Regions from separate parts of the Capsicum annuum genome. Here region 1 is linked to region 2. The links are chromatin contacts, called in public Hi-C maps. All regions are on one chromosome and are shown on one strand. Each heading gives the region's core, a stretch centred on a gene start, on an enhancer-like site or on the middle of the called end of the contact. The rest is flanking DNA. Distances are from core to core; before and after follow the strand shown. Region 1 has its middle 35 kb from the start of LOC107845573. Region 2 overlaps LOC107845274 (mechanosensitive ion channel protein 1, mitochondrial).

Region 1 (3,969 bases), core at 1,287-3,786, 340 kb before region 2:
TGCCCCATGTGGTCAAATAAGACTAAAAGTTGTACGAAAAGATAAGGACATCCTTGAAGGTCTCTATAATGGGCATGTTGATAATCATCTAGTGATAAGAAGAGCTCAGAACAATGGCTTGGTCCTTATAAGGTCTTAACCTTGTATCTATACAACTGGAGGCGAAGTTTTCCAATTGTGACCTAGTTAGGCCTTACAAGCTACAAAAGTAGGAGGTACCATAAGTTTATCCCATATTGGGAGTTACAATCCATCATCTGGGTTCTAGCCCCTTTACATTCTTCTTCATCATCCTTCAACAATACCAACTCAGATGTAATAGTATTTTATCCTGCTTCATCTAGTGATTCCAAAATATCGAGAACTAATTCCTCCTATGCCTGAGTTTCTAAATTTAAGGGTCCTTTTCCTCTTCAGAAAATTAGGGGTCATCAGATAACTTGTATCTTTGGTGGAAGCAAGATCGACAGCTAAGTTCCAGATCTGGGAGGCAACAACTCCATGAGAAAGGGATAGGTAAGACCGATATCTTTTTTTCTATGAAACATTTCCTAAGTTGTAAAGGGGAGAAGAAATTATTAACATAAGAGAAGGACAAAGATATGCATACGATGATTTTTTTTCCTTTAGATAAATCAAAACCATGGCTTTCTATGTTTTATCCTTTTTGGGAGAAACTCGGAGGATCCCTTTTAACCGAGATGTCATGTTGGTCACTTCACTGGGTTGGACTTGTAGAGCTACACAATAAGAAGGAAAGAAGTAATAGGCATAAAATGTATGGGGAGGAATAATGTCAGAAAGAAAATTAGCAGATTATGACTATGGTTCCACGTCTTTGAGAATAGGGCGAATCTCGATTGATGCAATAGTTTTGTGGAGACAGGCACATATTTGTCATATTATCCCTATTCAAAGTCATTCTTAAATCAAGAAAGTAGACCTAACATCCCTAGAGTGGTCATATAAATGACACCGCTGCAAAATAATAGAGGAACATAAAAGTGAAATAAGTGATTGATTGTGAAGTACTAGTTGCCCTTGTCAATTAGGCAATGAATACACTGGATGAGCCTCCATACATGAGCAAATTAAGCCATGCACACTTTATATCTCCAACAAAAATCTTCGGATATGTTAGGAATCAAGAGGCCCAAGCTTATTAAGAAAGGATAGGTATAGATCAAGTAAGATTTAGGAATATGATGTGTGATTCACGTGTGCTTGTGCATGGTAACAACTTTTTCGCACTTGCAACATCCACAGTCACATCTAATTTTAGGGAGGTCTCTCTTTCTCACACTAGAGACTTGTATTCCATAATTGATGTGCCATGACCATGATTCAGGCAGTCATTGAAAAGAAAGAGAACTTTGGGGAAGATATCAATGGCAAGTGCTTCATCACGGACTTATTTTGCTTGACCACTGATAGGAGCCTTTCCCCCACGCAATGTTGATAGGGATTTCCATTTAGGGGTGGTTGTCGATAATGGGCTTTATCGAGCCGCTCCATTGGAATTGAGGAAGAATGACAAGATGAAAATAAATAAGACATATTGAATCACTACTAAGGAAACAAAAAGTGATAAGTTTTGGTGTTGCATTGAAGAAGAAATTGGGGAAAGAGGATTTCACAGATTGAGTGCAAAGTACAAAGGAAAATGATGGGGGAAAAGAGCAATTGTCCATTTATATACATAGGGATTACGAATCTTGGGTCGAGTCATGGTTCCAAGTTATCATAGCATGACCCGTGGCCGAAACTTTGAATGCAATGATGTGCATCATGGTGTGTGCTAGAGCCATGCTTCACTTATTTTTTTGCCAAGAATTGTTTTTGGTTAAAAGGATATTTTATTCATTACTATTAATATGCATCACAGGAGTTTACAGTAGGAGCTGCAAGCAGCTTATCAGTACCTAAAGGAGTAGAACTAGTTACATAAACCTGATAGTTAGGGGCTCGACTGGCCCAACAAAACAGTTAACATAATTCGGGTAGTGTGGCACAGCAAGACTAACAAAAAGCTAACACAATGCTAGAGATAAAAGTGAAGCAACATCCTCTATAGGAGGGTGGCTGCTGGTGTCTTCAACAGGCGACGAACGAGCAAAATCTGGCAGATCAACCCATTCTACGAACACATTATTATGTAACTTATGGCCTTCCTTAGCTAGCCTATCTGCAACTGTATTGAGCTTCCTTGATTTATGCATTATCGTTGGGCTCCCCAGGCTGGTTAGAAGATCCTTGCATGAAGAAGCTTAAGTGTTATTAACATCGTTATGGGGATCGAGAGCTTTTATTACCTCTGGTGAAGCTGTTGCAATTTCTAAATGTGGGGCCTGCAGCTTAAGAGCAAATAGAAGACCATAAAATAAGCTTGTAAGTTTTGCATCCAAAAGAGAGTTAACATTTAGTTTTGTACTATAACCCCTAACCCAATCACCTAAATTATTTCTAAAGACACCCCCCGCTCCTCCTATTTTTGTGGAGTGGTCATAGGATCCATCTACATTATGCTTAAGACCAATTTGAGGAGGCTTCCAGGTTGTTGGTTCTTCTTTATGGCGAATGAAAGATTTGACTCCAAGGAAGAAGAATTCTACAGCCCTTTCGATTGGTTTTTACCAAGAATTTAAGAGAACTTTTCCGGGAATTACCAAGAATTTGAGAGAATTTTTCCAATTCCCGATCTTCTTAGTACTCGAGCAATCAAAAAGTTCAGGACTATCTATATAGGGTAAAATCAGTCTTGTCTAGATGGACAAATAACATGATGATACGTAGGATCCGGATATGAATACAGTTTGCTAGTCTGAAATTCACGGTAGAGATCGAGATTCTTGCGGCCAATGGGCAACCGAAGACTTAGTGCTTAAGTTAGAGATTAAAAGGGTCCGCACCCTACTCCCTCCGTTTCATTTTAGTTAGTCATTATTGACATAACATTTTTATTAAAAAAATATTTAATAAAGGTTTATTTTACTAAAGTAATCCTATTAATTATGCATTAAAAATCTAAATTTGAATATATACACTTTATATAGTCATTTAATGATAGAGGTACTATTGAAAAAATACAATAAACTTCTTTTGATTTTAAAACTTGAACAACTAAAATAAAATAAATATTTTTAGTAAGAGGATCAACTAATATAAAATGGAGGAAGTAGTTATTATTTAGGTTGTTCTCTATAGATAATCCATTAGGCATGCATGTTAAGGGCTCTGGATTTTGAATACACACTTATTTAGGCCTAATCTCTGAAAGCAAAAGCTCTGAGCCTCGCAGTTCTTTAGTCCTTTCGGAGGCGCTATTTCAGTGACACAAGGCTTGATTCTTAAGATCCAATCCACGGCTTGATTTTTTTTTTCTTTATATTCGCTACATCGTATTATTTTTTGAATTATTTAATTATTATTATTATTTTTAAAATCGGTATAACTCATTAGACCTTAAACCAATTTGACAAATTCAAATGTACCGTTTTAGGGGAAAACATTTTCATTTGATAATTATTTACATATAATTATTTTTTATATGACAAAATGTTCTCTTCGTGTTAATTTGTATGTTTCATTTTGGTTTGACATGATGTTTATCAAATAAAAAAATAAATTAATTTTATAATTTTAAATTGAAAACATGTAACATATACCAAAATGCTCTTTAAAATATATATAATGCATCAAAAAAAAAAATTTAATCTTATGATTTTAAAGATGTGACATGGAAAATTAATATTAAAGAATTAAAGCAAAATGAAGGATGCATATTTCTTGAAATGCATTAAAAAAAATATTATACGATTTCAATTGGCATGTTGGCCTTTTACCATCGCCCCCTTAAAAGAGCATAACTTCTACACATTTGGGGATCGTTTGGTGTAAGGTATTAAAATATATAATCTCGAAAAAAAATATTACTTTCGAAATAAAATTTTTGGTGCCTTGTTGATTGTC
Region 2 (3,973 bases), core at 575-3,074:
ATCTGTGGTAGTGTATCTGTTAATTGAAAAATTCTTGTTCTTGTACTTCTACCTCAAATAGTACATGATGACATCCAGATGATGTTCAAATTGTAATCAAATGGAATATATGTTATAGCAGGCAACTGTAATGATTATTACTTAGATACAAATTAAATTATTTTCGTATGTAATATGATTAAAGAAAAAATGCAGGAAATTGAAAGAGCAATAAATGAAAAAGATACATATTAATATAGAATGATACATGTTTTGTTATTATGTATATAAAACAAATTACATTCAGCTAAAAACATCTCAAAGTTCTTTCCTCGCAGCAAATCATCAAATTTGACAAAAACAAATTTCTTTTTGCATGATCTTTAACAATTCTTCTAACTTGTGCAGTTAAAGTAACAACCTCATGTTATACACTTTAATGCATCACACAATCAATAATGCATATACTAATGGAAATCTACTTTAACAATGTTTAAAGGAAAAATAAATATATGTAATATATGACGATACATCTTTTGTTAGTATGTATGTAATACAATATAAGAGCAGATGTAATACAATATAAGAGCAGAATAAAAAACCCAACATCTGTACTGCAGCACATGATCAAAATTGACAGAAACAAGTTGCTTTGCACTCTTTTTTAATGAAAAATAAGATAAACAATGAATTTCTAAACGTAGCGTACAAGCCAAAATATGTATCTCGGCATAACATTCAACAGATCTAAACATGCAATTACCTTAGAAAGATCATCTCTGAAAATTGCTTCGGCAAGTCTTCTTCTCTTGGCGGGAGCTGTACTTGCAGGACTGTTAGATCCCTTTTTCTTAGAACCACTTTCTTTTTTCTTCTTCTTTCTTAGCATGCTTTTGCCACAACTTCTTCATAGTTTGAGGATAGTTTCTATTCTTTGATCTATTTTCATCAAAGCCAACAAATTCTTAGTCAAAACTTTCGGGAACGAAGTTTACAACTTCTTGAGATTCTTTAATACTTTCTAATTGAGAAAATCCAAGACTAAAAAGAGGGTCCCAAATCTCTATTCATAATGGTAATTCAAACAATAAAGCCTAAAAAATGAATAATCGAAGAAATTGTTCAACCAAAACTCTAAAATTTTACTTTGTAAAAGCAGACGCAAAATTCTTTTTTTAGAAGAAATTGAAGTTGATTTTAGGGAGAGAAATTACCTTACTTCAAAATTTTGAATTAGATGAAGAAATTGGATAAAAATCGCATCAGAAATTGCGGCGTACAGAGAGGAGAAGTGGGTTATTTTGATAAAGAATCGACTTCTTAGTTGTAGATTTTAACTTGTATCTCAACTTTACCAAAAAGTATGAAATATTGGGATTTAAATAATTTTTTAGAAGTGCGAGAATTTTTAGAAGTTTAAAAACTTATGTTGGTTATTTATGTAATTTTTCCTACTTTTTTTGTTTACACCTGCATAGCTGAATCTTGCAACAATGGTCATAAATAGTGTCACACTTATTATACATACAATATATCAACCTTGTATAAAAGTGTATAAAAATATATAAGAAAAGTTTATACACAAAATAGGTGAAAATCGTCACCGAATAAGTTCAAAATTTAACCAAAACTTCAAAAATAATACTCCCAATGAACCTCCATTATCAATTTGTAAAAAATTTTAAAAAATCACAACTCATTTGTAAGTTTTCAAACTTCCAAAACCTCAATAATGGAGTTTTGATCTCTCACTTAAAAAATACCCAACAGTGTTTAAATCCGTGAAGGTCAATGTTTAAATCCGTGAAGGTCAACACAAATATTACTACCACTCAATTTCTAAGCATGAATAATCATATTTTCAAACCACAATTTCAACCATCGATTTTGAATTTGTCAATTCCAAATAGGTATTCCTGTTTCCTCAACCTTTGTTCAATCCACTCTTCAAAAATAAATAATGGCAATGGAGTTTTGAGGCACAAATATCATATAAGAGTGGGGGGGTGGATTGGAAATTATTCTAAAAAACAAAGAAAATGATACTGGAGGTTGTGTAACTCGATCCCCGGAATCTCATCGTCATTGTAAGTTTAAGTAAGAAATCTATTTTTTGCAAAATATACACAAAATGGGTTACTTGGGTAAGATTGAAAATATGGACAACACTATGGTTATAAGGTTGAGCCGACTGATACAGAGTAAAAATTGCAAGAAAATTAGCAAATTCAAGTGATACCAAAATCATCGCTCAACAGTAAGATCTTATGACAGAACTTCAAGCAAAACTTCCACTGGAACCAGCACAAAAGCCTCTGCCTCCATAACCGAACAAAGGCCATCCTCCAAGACCCTGCACAAAGTTAACGATATACAACTTGAAGAAACATGCAAGAAAATAAATGGACAAGCATGACAAATACAGTCCAAACTGCTTTAAGAGCGGTACTTAGACGAGAATATTATAAGCCCATATTTACAAATTTACCTGTTCGGGGTTAAATTTTATTGTGGTACCATATTCAAAGTACAGAATTTTTTGTAAAAGAAAAGGTATTTGTGTCTTGGCCATATAAATTATGGTCTTATGTCCCTTTTATAGCAGCTAGCAAGAACACTTCACATTCCAAAATGCCCAACGTGGTCTATTGACATTTTGGCAAAGATATTGTCAGTAAAAGTGCAACGCCAAGCTTTTAAGCAAACAATTACCATACAAGCAATTGAGCAAACAATACACAAATATGACCAGAATACCTCATAAAATGAACTTAATAACAAGCAACCAGTTAGCTGGAAGCTTGCCCTCTTTCTGGCATCTATGTAGTAGTATTTATCCCTTACCATGTACTTCAGACAAACATAAAGCAAAAAGTTGAATCCACAGAGACACAAAAAACAAAAAGCCGAGATAGTATTCACATTGTAATGGTGCCATGACTAGCATTTGGTCACCTGAACCCATTTTTCCAACTCTCCATAGCTTTAGCCAAAGGAGCACAGGTTTCTTTCCTGTCCACACCATGAACACTAAGAAACTTCCTGAACTTCCTCCTAGCTTGATAGGAGCCTTTTGCTCGAAGATGCTAAGGCAAGTATGGACATTCCTACTTGTGAGAAAGCACAGGAAAATATTACTAGGATGTGTATCTACACATTGTTACACTAAGCCCTATTTATATTTAGATTCTACACAATATGTATACTCCTTTTCCACATGAGACACTATAATAATCTTTTTCCATATGGAAACTCTACCCCGCACCCCCCCCCCCCCCCCCCCAAAAGAAAAAACAAGCTGGTGCATATAAGTTATATGTACCGCACTTGTTACAGATGTAACCAACACAAGTCAGAAACTTAGTGAAAAAAATCTGCAAGTTGATCATTTGACTTCACAAATTTTGTAAGATACTGGAAGTATCTTTTCTCTGATCAAGTGAGAGAGTCAATCTCAATGTGCTTAGTCCTCATGAAACACTGGATTTGACACAATATTAAGGGCCGCTTGATTATCACACAAGTTCCATCTGAGTGATTTCTCTGGAATTTAATTTTCTGACCCATTGTTTGAGCCAGACTAGTTCACAAATTACTATAGCCATTGCTTGAGATTATGCTTTTGCACTTAGATCGAGCAACCACGTTCTGTTTCTTTCTCATCTCGGACACTAACTTACCTCCTATCATAACACAATACCTAGGCATGGAATGCCTATCATAAGGTGATCTTGCCCAATCGACATCTGTGTATCCAACAATCTGCTTATTACCTCAATCCTCAAAAACCAATCCTTTGCCTGGGGCTGAATTTATGTATCAAAGAATATGAATAACCACATCTCAATGACTATCAGAAGGAGGTTTCATATACAACACTTACAAGAAAGGCAGTGTCAATTCAAGTTACTGTGAGATAGTTCCACTTACCAACCAGCCGCTTATATTCTCTGGATCACTAAGAGGCTCTCCTAACATGGTAGAAGTTTGATAT

The links. A called contact is a pair of places that touch in the nucleus more often than the background predicts.
Region 1: a contact with region 2 is called in a Hi-C map of leaf, with 2.1 times the contacts expected there. The contact joins two enhancer-like sites. A contact is called at or near these places in 2 of 5 Hi-C or Micro-C datasets (leaf and placenta).

The regions. Positions count from the first base shown.
Region 1 is chr10:82,590,673-82,594,641 of UCD10Xv1.1, reverse strand. No RefSeq gene overlaps it. Among protein-coding and RNA genes, the nearest start is that of LOC107845573, 35 kb to the right of the region's middle. Within about 2 kb of position 2,536, at least 3 of the 5 cell types and tissues checked have an H3K27ac peak or open chromatin away from gene starts, as enhancers often do. A contact at or near this core is called in leaf, where this site is marked.
Region 2 is chr10:82,254,627-82,258,599 of UCD10Xv1.1, reverse strand. LOC107845274 (mechanosensitive ion channel protein 1, mitochondrial) reads right to left here. Exons shown (of 10, transcript XR_007045759.1): 8 at 2,219-2,332; 9 at 743-918. Among protein-coding and RNA genes, the nearest start is that of LOC107844218, 18 kb to the left of the region's middle. Within about 2 kb of position 1,824, at least 2 of the 5 cell types and tissues checked have an H3K27ac peak or open chromatin away from gene starts, as enhancers often do. A contact at or near this core is called in leaf, where this site is marked.